2 separate regions of the Oryctolagus cuniculus genome follow, and region 1 is linked to region 2. Evidence: chromatin contacts called from public Hi-C data. All regions are on one chromosome and are shown on one strand. Each heading gives the region's core, a stretch centred on a gene start, on an enhancer-like site or on the middle of the called end of the contact. The rest is flanking DNA. Distances are from core to core; before and after follow the strand shown. Region 1 overlaps STN1 (STN1 subunit of CST complex). Region 2 holds the start of ITPRIP (inositol 1,4,5-trisphosphate receptor interacting protein).

Evidence for each region. Hi-C and Micro-C count contacts between places; a contact is called where the count stands out from the background.
Region 1: a contact with region 2 is called in a Hi-C map of skin fibroblasts, with 4 times the contacts expected there. The contact joins the enhancer-like site here to the promoter of ITPRIP in region 2. A contact is called at or near these places in 4 of 6 Hi-C or Micro-C datasets (ear pinna, embryonic fibroblasts, skin fibroblasts and 1 more).

What each region holds. Positions count from the first base shown.
Region 1 is chr15:26,167,981-26,173,270 of mOryCun1.1, forward strand. It overlaps STN1 (STN1 subunit of CST complex), which reads left to right. Exons shown (of 10, transcript XM_008270474.4): 5 at 1-7; 6 at 665-788; 7 at 3,669-3,840. Among named protein-coding and RNA genes, the nearest start is that of STN1, 29 kb to the left of the region's middle. Within about 2 kb of position 3,886, at least 2 of the 8 cell types and tissues checked have an H3K27ac peak or open chromatin away from gene starts, as enhancers often do.
Region 2 is chr15:25,684,792-25,690,320 of mOryCun1.1, forward strand. It overlaps ITPRIP (inositol 1,4,5-trisphosphate receptor interacting protein), which reads left to right and starts at 3,761. Exons shown (of 2, transcript XM_008270488.4): 1 at 3,761-4,067.

The DNA.
Region 1 (5,290 bases), core at 2,636-5,135, 480 kb after region 2:
ACTTATTGTAAGCATGGTATATTTCTGCCTGATTGGTTGTTGGGTGTGTGTCCAGAAAACTCTTATTTAGCTGAAAGTCAAACTTATAAAAAGTTCAAATATGAAGATGATAGAATAAATTATGTGGCGTATTGTTATTTTCTTCAGAAAAGTAGCATTTCTTCATTTTATTTTAAAGAGAGGTAGTTTTAAATACATTGGGGAAGAAAGTGAATTATTTACTAATTAGAGTGGGCGAGTTGATTTGGACAACATAGTAGTTTCCAGAATGCTTTGAAGTTCCTCCAATCTTGGTCAGTTAGAGCAGAGGTTTCATATTCTTGAGAGTGATGTGAATTTCTTGAACACCATCGAGTCCATGAACGTTAAATGAAGTCGGCTAATCAGAAGCAAGTCCATGGAGCCCCATTTTCCCTGTATACTGTGCTGGCTTGTTTTCAGCTGGGAACCTCAAGAAGGAGTGAATATATTCTGGCCCCTGCCACACCTATGATGCTGTGGGTGCTGCCTTCCCTCTCGTGGGGTGGTGGAACTGCCAAGTGCATCCATGAGAAGGGAAACCCACCACCATGTACCTCAGTTACTGTTGTCCTAGGGGCAACCTGGACATGGGAAGGAACCTCAGAGTAACTTCAATGGCCTCTTTTTCCCTGTGGCTTGTTAGATAAGGTAGATGACCCAGTGTGGAACATTCAGATCTCAAGGATGCGGGAGCTGCCTGGTATGTACAGGAGAGTCTATGACCAGCCTTTCCGCAGCCCAGCCCTGGAGAAAGAAGAGGCACTGAGGTAAGTCACCCCTCCTGGAAAGGTGACCACAGCAGGACAGCCAAGCGTGGCAGCCCAGGTGTTGGGGTCGGCCTGGCTTCAAATCCTGAATCATCCGTGGGGCTCTGGGCAAGTCCTCTGAGGCTCCAGGTCGTCAGTTTGCTCACCTGTAAAGTGAACATAACAGGATGCATGAAGAAAACCTGGGTGTAATTGGAGTCAGGGAAGGCATAGGTGGGGAATAGAAAAAAATATTTGAGGAAATAATGACTGAAATTTTTCCAAGCTTGATGAAAACTATAAAATCACAGATACAAGAAGCTCAACAGGCCCCAAGGCAAGAAACCTGAAGAAACTGCTCCAGAACACAACACAAACAGGTTGCCCTATGCCACACCATCACCGAAAGCCTGTTTGTTTGTTTTTTTTTTTTTAAGATTTATTTATTTATTTGAAAGTCAGAGTTACACAGAGAGAGAAAGAGAGGCAGAGAGAGAGAGAAAAAAAAAACCTTCCATCCACTGGTTCATTCCCTAATTGGCCACAACGGCCGGAGCTGCACCAATCTGAAGCCAGAAGCCAGGAACTTCTTCCAAGTCTCCCACGCAGGTTCAGGGGCCCAAGGACTTGGGCCATCTTCTACTGCTATCCCAGGCCATAGCAGAGAACTGGATCGGAAGTGGAGCAGTCAGGACTCGAACCAGTGACCATATGGGATGCCGGCACTGCAGGCAGCGGCTTTACCCACTACTACAGCGCCACCCCCTGAAAGCCTTTTTAAAAATGCAACAGCTACTTATTCTCAACCAGGGATCATTTTAGTCCTTTCTGTGGGGGAAAAAACAACCCAAAAAGAGTAAGAATGTATGCAAGGCTAAGAGTGGGGACTGGAAGGACAGGATGGGGAAGGAGAGTGATGGGGATGTTTTTGTTTTGTCTCTTGTCATTTTTCTTTTGAGAGACAAAGAAAGAGAGCTATCTGTTGGTTTACTCCCCAAATGCCTGTAAAGGCCAAGGCTGGTGAGGCCAGAGCCATGAGCCAGAAACTCAGTTCAGGTCTCCCATGTGGGTGACAGGGATCCAATCACCTGCTGCTTGCCAGGATCTGCCTCAGCAGGAAGCTGGAGGCAGGAGCCAGAGCCAGGAATCAGTCTCAGGAATCCCAGTGTGGGAGGCAGACATCTTAACTGCTAGGCTGAACATCTGCCCACCCCCTTTAATATTTTTACCGCATGAATTTATTATTTATTAAAAATTGCTTTTTAAACATGTCTACTGTAATATTTTATAGACTTGTGTAAAAAAGAAAGTGAAATCCTTCATTTTCCTGACTCCTAACTTGGCTCTGTTGCCCAGCAGTTGTCCACAGTCCAGTGTGCTTCTCTGCAGGGACCGAGGGTGAATATTCATCCAGACATTTGGTGGGCTGTCGTTTCTGCCTTTACAAAAATGGGACCATGTGTGTCTTTTTTTTTTTTTTTTTTTTTTAAGATTTGTTTATTCGAGAGGTAAAGTTATAGACAGAGAGAAGGCGAGAGAGAGGGCAACAGAGAGAAAGGTTTTCCATCTGTCAGTTCACACCCCAAATGGCCACTAAGGCCAGAGCTGGGCAGATCCAAAGCCAGAAGATGGAACTTTTTTTTTTTTTTTAAGAGTCTCTCCCTCTCTCTCTCTCTCTCTCTCTCTCTCTCCCTCTCTCTCTTTATTTGACAGGCAGAGTAACAGAGAGGCACAGAGAGAGAGAGAGAGAGAGAGAGGTCTTCCATCTGCTGGTTCACTCAAGTGGTTGCAATGGACAGAGCTAGGCCAATTTGAAGCCAGGAGCCAGGAGCTTCTTCCAGGTCTCCCATGTGGTGCAGGGGCTCAAGGACTTGGACCATCTTGCTTTCCCAGGCCATAGCAGAGAGTTGGATTGGAAGAGAAGCAGCTGGGACTTAAACCGGCTCCCACGTGGGATGCCAGCCTTGCGAGTGGTGGCATTACCTGCTACACCACAGAGCCAGCCCCGACAGGACCTTCTTCTGAAGCTCCCACGCGGGTGCAGGTGCCCCAGCACTTGGGCCATCTTTTACTGCTTTCCCAAGCCAAAAGCAGAAAGCTAGATTAAAAGTGGAACAGCCAGGACTCAAACCAGCACCTATATGCGATGCCAGCACTGGGGGCTGTGGCTTTAACCCACTGCACCACAGTGCCAGCCCCAAAGACCGTGTCTTACATGCTGTCTGCAGCTTTTCTTCTTCATCAATCTTATCTCTGTTGGTTCCTGTTTTCTGCCTTACATTTTTAAACAACTGTGTGACATTCACCGACTCACCCTTTATGTCAAAAACAAGCATCAACATATGAGGGGTCTTCAAAAAGTTCATAGAAAATGCATAGTATGAAAAAATTGCATGGTTTCTAAAAAATGTTTGGACCAAAAGAAATATTTCTTTTTTTAAACCTGTATTTTATTTTTAAAATTTTTATTTATTTGAGAGAGAGAGAAGAGTATTCCCATCTGTTGGTTTACTCCCCAGGTGTCCACAATGGCTGGAGTATGCCCAACCAGAGTCAGATGCTGGGAACTCCAACCACATCTCCCCTGCAGGAGGCGGAAACCCAACTACTTGAGCCTCCCGGGATCTGCATTAGCAGGAAGCTAGAATCGAGGAGCTAGAGCCAGGAATTGAACCCAGGCACTCGGAAGTGGGATTCAGGTGTCTTAACTGCTAGGCCAAACACCCATCCCCTAAACTTACCTTTTAATTTCATTTTCCATGAACTTTTTGAAGTACTTGCAGACTGTTCCATTTTCCGACTATCTTATGCACACCAGAAAAGAGCACAGGTGATGGTTTTCTTAAGGGGTTTTTTTTTTTTTTTTTTTTTTTTTTTTCTTTTCAATCCTTCCTCCATCAGCGATCCAGGCACCCTGGACCTTGCCCATCTCACATGTTTGCTGAGTGAAAAAGTCAAAGAATTCCTTGAGGAGAACAGAGTGCCAAGCTTTTACCAGCAGGAGTTGGAAACGGTGGAGTCTTTGCTGGCCCTTGCCAATCAGCCCGTGATTCACAGCGCCTGCCCTGACCAAGTGAGTGCAGCATGCCCACGTGAGGATCCAGGTCCTCTGCCCCAGTCTGCAGCTTAAGGGCGTGGGTGAATGTGACTGTGGCATGAAGACTCACAGGGTGGACCCGGGGAACAGAGGCTGTGGCTCTAGCACATGCCCTTTCTACTCTGGGAAGCTCACTGAGCATTCAGAACTTGAGTTGAGGCTGGACCTGCCCTGTCCTCCTCCTTTAATCTCATTATGTTGATCTTTGAGTAGCAAGAAACAGTAATAGTTTAAGGATACTAGCACCTAGTTGATAGCACTCACTGAACTGGGCAGTAACCATCAGCAGAAGCCGGATGAGGGGAAGTAGTGAAAGGAGGTAATTATCTGTCCAAGATTATTTATTGATTAGCAAGATGATTCTTGAACTTGAGCCAAAGTTTTTAATGGGTTGCTGTCTTCTAGGTTAATTTGCTGTGTTTTAGAAGTTTAAATGAACACTGAGTGGTATCCAGTCTGGTTTATAAGTAAAAGTTTTAAGAAATACCTAAGTTGTTTTTTATTCATCTTGAAAAAAGCTGTCCCTGTTGGTTCACCCCAGTGTCACGCGAACTTGTTTGGTTGTTTGGCATTTATTTATTTGCTTGGAATTAAGAGTTGAGACTTTGGTTTTAGGCTTTCTCTATGTTAAAGTTCTTAGGTTTAGGTTTGTTGTTGTCACATAAGTCATAGTTTTTTGAGTTTTTTTTTTTTTTAAGATTTATTTATTTTATTTGAAAGGCAGAGTTACAGAAGGGCAGAGAGAAAGAGAGGCCTTCTATCCACTGGTTCACTCCACAAATGGCCAGAATGACTGGAGCTGCACCAGTCCGAAGCCAGGAGCCAGGAGCTTCTTCCAGGTCTCTCACAAGGGTGCAGGAGCCTAAGCACTTGGGCCATATTCCACTGCTTTCCCAGGCCACAGCAGAGAGCTGGATTGGAAGTGGAGCAACCAGGTCTTGAAACAGCGCCCTTATGGGATGCCGACACTGCATGCAGTGGCTTTACCCACTATGCCACAGCACTGGCCCAGTCGAAGTTATTTTTTAAATTTATGTTCCTTATCCCACCAGGGGGCCATCTCGGCTGACATGCCACCTTCTTGCCTCCCTGCCTCTGCTCTGATCGCCACTCAGGCGATCACCCTGTGCTGTCAGTGATACGCTGGTGTTTATTTGTTGAGCTGCCTGTTCCTTTTACGTGAGAGCAGGGGCCTGTCTGTGTTGTTCTTTGCTGTCTACCCAGGACCTAGGACTGTGCTGGCTTAAAGCAGGTTCTCAATAATTACTTGATTGAACACATGAATGGGTTTAGAAAATTCAGATGGTCCCAGCAGTTATACATGGTAGCCACCCCCACACCCATTATCGTCTGGGGGTTCTATTCCAAGACTCCCAGTGGATGACTGAAACTGTGGATAGCAGTGAACCTTGTATATGATAGATGG
Region 2 (5,529 bases), core at 2,511-5,010:
ACCAGGCTGTTGAGAATTTTTTTTTACCTATTAAAAAAGAAAAGTAGTTAGAAAATATCCAGTGATGGCAAGGATGTCAGGAAATAGGCAACCTCCCACTTTTTTGGCGAAAGCTTAAATTGGTGAAATGCCTTTTGAGGGCGTTTTGCAAAACCTGTCAAAACAGTAACCACACATAGCCTTTGACCTGCCCTGAAACTTTCAAGGCATTGAACAAAAACAGGCCCTTAGACACAAATTCTTATATGAGAAAAATGAACCTTTATGTTTTAAGCCGTTTACTGTCTTAAGACAATTGAGTATTCTGTTACTTGAAACCAAACATATTTCTATTTGATAGCTTAAGGGAAAAAAAAAAAAAAAACAGTGGTAAAGGATCAGGCATCTTGGTGCAGCAGATTAAGCTGCCACTCGGGACGTCCACATCCCGTATCAGAGTGCTGGTTCAAGTCCCAGCTCTCTACTTCCGATCCAGCTTCCTGCTTATGTACCTGGGAAGGCAGCAGATGATGGCCCAAGTGCATGGGTCCCTGACACCCATGTGGGAGACCCAGTTGGAGTTCTGGCTTTGGCCTGGCCTAGCCCTGGCTGTTACAGGCATTTGGAGAGTGAACCAACAAATGGAAGATCTCTGGCTCTCTGTTACTCTGCTTTCAAATAAATAAAGGTCTAAAAATTAGAAGTAAACAGACATTATCTCACACCAACTTTAATGTGAAGTTTTCTAGTATCTCACCATTAAACATGACATTGGCTTGGGGCCTGAACATTACCCTTTGTTTTTATCATTTTACAAAAGTGTTTGTTTAAATTTGAATGCCAAATTTTATCAAATGCATCTATGGTGATGATCTTTCCATTTTTCTCTTTGGCCCTATGTGTTATGTAATATTATTTGTGATGTGTTGCTGGGATTTTGTTAATGTTTTTATTTAAGATTTCTGAAACAGAACTCGTAAATGAGATTAATACTTTATTTTATTTTCCCCTTTTAAGGAGGTTTATTTATTTATTGTTTGAAAGGCAGAGTGAGAGACAAACAGCAATCTCCTGTCCACTGGTCACTCCCCAAATGCCTGCAACCACCAGAGCTGGGCCAGGACAATGTCAGGGGCCAGAACTCCACATGGGCGGCAGAGACCCAACTACTTAGATGATCACCTGCTGCCTCCCAGGGTGCACATTAGCAGGAAACTGGAGGCAGGTCAGGACCCAAACTCGGGCATTTTGATAGGGGATATTGTTAAGCAGCATCTTAACCACTAGACTACCCACCCTAAGAAATTATTTTTATTGGATTTTTGATTTATATATTATTACCGCCTTAATAAAAAAAAGAATTTCAACTATTGAGGTTTTTTAAAATGTTAGTGACTAAATGTTTTATTTTTATGTATTATATTTGTACCTATTCAAATTTGCCTTTTCTTTTTTCATAGTCCTATGTTCTAGCATTTTATCCCTGTTTTGTGGCCATAACTTTTATAGTCTTTTTTAGATCATTCTATTATCTCAAGTACTTATGGAGCTATTTCTCCAGTTTATTTCATCTGCCTAATTACTCCCTCATGTGGTTCATTTTCTAGTTTGGCTTATGATCTCTTATCATAAGCTCATGTTCAGTGAGAATTGCTTATTCTGCTAGACACCAGAATGAAGTGAGTTTTGCATGTGTTTTCAACGGGGCCAAGGCCCTAACCACATGGGTAAATTGGGACTTCACAACTTCATTTACCTGGCATAGGCAGGCTGGGGCTTTTCATTTCTAGCAGACATTTTTTTTAAATTCATCCAGAAACTCAAACAAGCTACAGGCTTCCTTGCTGTGGTGCTGGTTAGAGAGGTGGTTTTTTGTTTGTTTGTTTTTTCCCATTCTCATGATCCTAAAAGTCAGCCTTTCCAGGGCCTTGGCTTCAGGGAGGGGTCCCAAGTCTAGATCCTTGTGCTTCTAGAACTCACAGTCTGAATGGGTACTTAGCCCCAGTCCTTACCCATTGAAGCTTATACTCCTGATGCCTTGGAGTTCAAGTTTGCTTTTTCCCTTCACCCCTGGAGATCCGCCTCTGCTTCTTTCAATTGTTGATACTTTTTATTAAGCATTTCTGTGTTTGAAGCAGGGGTTCCCTGACTTTTTGCCCCTCCTGTTCCCAGAAATTGAATCCTTTATAAACCTTTCCAGAGAAGGCACAGGATGCTACAGAAGTCACATAGGAGGGGTGTCCAACTCAACCATGGGGGTTCAGGGAAGACTTCCTGGAGGAGTGACTACCCAGCCTGAGACCTGAAGACTGAGCACACGACTTGCCAGGCAAAATAATGTGAGTGTGCATGGGGGTGACCAGCTGGAGGACGGGGTGGGGTGAAGGTTGCAAGCAGAACAGAAAGCCCACGTGAGCAGTGAAGGGGGAAAGACCCATCATATTCTGAGAAGCATGAGTTCCAAGAACCACAAGGAGCCGTGGAGAGTGTGGAATGAGATAGGAAGTGGTGAGATCAGGAGAGGCTTCTGTGCCAGGCTGGGACAGCAGAGCCTGGACAGAGAGGAGAGGAGCCAATGAAAAGAGGCCATCAGGTCACAGAGGGGGAAACCATCAGGTTTGAAAGAAAAACAAATACGAAGAACATTCCTACCATACATAATAGACACAGCTGGTTACAGACTGCTGGAACAACTTTGCACACAGGATAACAATCCCAGCCGGCACCTTGGCATTCCAGCCCAGGGCTGCTAGGGCTCATTCCAGTGCCCTCCACCTGCTTTGGGGAGGATGGGCAAGTATGCGGTCCTTGCAACTTGTAGACATTATAGAAACACACAGCTCTCAAGAGCGTTTCCCTAGATCAACATCCCAGCCCCCAAAACTCTGCCTCAACTACCCCTGATTTATGGAAAGGAACAGAAACTTGGGAATAAAAGCACCCTGGGCCTAGGGCCAGGGGGTCTATTTTTAGACATTTTTCTCATTGCCTGTTTATCTTTCAGGCTCAGCCAAATGTCTTCCAGACCAGAGTTGAGGCTACTTGGCGGGATCCAGGAGCAAAAGAAAAAGGTAGTCTAAGGGCCAGCAGCAGGAGCAATGGCCATGACCGAAATCCCTGGACTGTCTGCCTCCTTTTACCAACCGTGCCCTCCTTAGCACCTGGCGCCCCCAGAGCAGCGGCAGGGAGGATTCATTCAAACCCTCCCCGGTGTCCTTCCCGGCTGTGGGTTGGGGCAGGTCGCAGAGGGAAGAGGAGGTGGTGGGTTTCGCAAGTTGCTGTGCACTAGCCCTGCGCAGCTGGCCCGAGCTCTCTCCCTTCCTACGCAGGGGTAGCCATGCTCGATCAACTGCACCACGGAAGCCAGGCCCTGGCGACCACGGCGGCCCCAGCAGCATTCAGCCCCTCTCCTTGGTGCTCGGGGCAGCGATGCAATCATTTATGGTAACACGGAGTGCGTTATTTTAATCCATTCAAGCCGAAAACGAGAAAAGGGCCGGCGTTGTGTCTCGATTTATAATTTACTCCAATGGACAAAAAAAAAAAAAAAAGTGGCCCCCCCCCCCAGAAATCCCAGCGCTCGTAAAACGCGCCACCGAAGGCGCACGCAGGCCGGCAGCGATTTAACCCCTTCCAAACCGCGCCCGGGACGCCTTTTAAGGGCGCCCTCCATGAACTCTCCGCCCACCCTCCCCAGGCGACTCGAGCGGTGAGCTCCCGGCCTGGTCGGTCACCCTCCAGGTCTGCCCGCCCATCTGCAGTTCCTGGGCGGGGAAGGGAGTGTCCCTGGGGCCATCTCCGCAGCGGACCCCGAGCCCGGGCTCCTAACCTGCGCGGTCCTCCTTAAGCAGCTGCCGCGCCCCGAGTAGAGGCGGGTGTTTTGTTCTTATAAGGAGGGAAAAGTTTCTGTGACATCAGGAAATGAGTAACTCCGAAGCCCTGCGGAGCCCTGCGATGGAGGCCCGAAGGCGGGAGCCGGCCGGGACCCCGCAGCCCGCCTCCCTCTAACCGCTCCGCAGCCGCCGGCCCGCCCGCAGACTCCCGCGTCGGAGCCCCCGATCCGCGCTCAGAGCCGCCCCAGGCCGCACGTAAGTCCCGGGCCGGCAGCTGGACGGCTGCCCCTTCGCGACCGCAGGGGGCCCGGGGCTCCGGGGCTCAGTGGGGTGGGGTGGGGGGGAGCTGCGCCCGAGACCGAGCCGGGAGCGGGGGCGCCCGGGATGCGGAGAGCGCTGGTGACCTCCGAGACTGCCCCAAGAGCGCACACGAGGCCCCTTTCGCGGGCACGGCGGGCAGCTCCGCCTCGGGGCCCGCAGCAGGACCACGTTTTTGTTCCCCGCGCGGTGGTGATCCGCTACTTGGGCCGCGCGGGCGAGTCTGCTCGCCTGCTGGGTTCGCGCCTTCGCTCCCCTCCCGGGGCCTGGAAGAGCCGTGAACTTGGCTTTCTCTCGGTGTGCGGCGGTGACTGACGCTCTGAGGTTGCTTCGGGCCGGATAGAGAAGCCCTGGCCGCTTCCTCTTTCGGGACCCTACGCTCTGCAGAGTCTCTGCCTCCTGTCCTGGGCCGCCAGCCTCCTCTTCCAAAACGCCCCTTCCCCCTTAAAAACCCGAAGTGCTGCAGAGCAGAAAGGGAAAGTATTCTTACTGCAGCGGTGGGAACCTCATTGTGCCTTTTGGCCCCTGCCTGCTGTGCCAAGATCTCCCTATGAAAACTAGAAGGACCAGGTGGCAGCAGCGCCCTGGGTCCCAGTTTCTGGGTCCCAGTGTGCTTTCTGGATTTGACCTAGGGCCTTTCCCTTCTACAAACCGCTTGTACTTCAGAGAGGCCACAGCCCAGCTGTGAGCTCACCTGTGGCATGGTGAGAAACAGGTGGCCTTGCTCTTGCTAATGACATAATTGGCTGTTGCTTCTGTCTCCCCTGCAGCCTAAGTGGTGATCCTTGTTTGCTAATTCCCTGTGTTGGCTGCTGCAGGCCCCTCTGCCCTCAGACTTTCCACCGTGGGCAAGGCTGTCCTCCGGCCATGTCCTTTTCACAGGGGAAGTCAGTTTCAGGCTCTGGCTTTCTGGGGGCAGAGATCTGAACTTGTCACCTGTTGTCATCTTCCCAGAAGTTGTGTCCTCCGTGGTTTGGGGGTGTCTTGCATCAGGGGGCAGGGAGGGGCAGAAACTTCTGGCACAGTTGCCCTGCTGAGAAGGTGTTGTCTGGGAGGAAGCTGGATGGTGCACAGTGTCCCCAGGAGGCTGAGACCCACAGCCCACCGGTGCAGCCCAGGGAGAGCAGAGGTGGACCCCAGGAGTATGCTGGTCCCAGTTCTCAGGGCAGCCTCCTGCGTGCCAAGCAGGAGCTCATCCAAAGGAAAGGGGCCTTGGGAGGGAGAAGGGGAGGGCCTCGCGATCTGCACCCCAGGGATGACAAGCCGAGGGGCACTTGATGAGCATTGTCTGGGTCTGGGCTCAGAGACTGCTCACTCAGAAGCAGCGCCGGCCGGTCTCAGCATGCCACCAGAAGGAACTTACAGCAACCAGGGCGCCCTGGCAGGTCCTGTGCTGCGT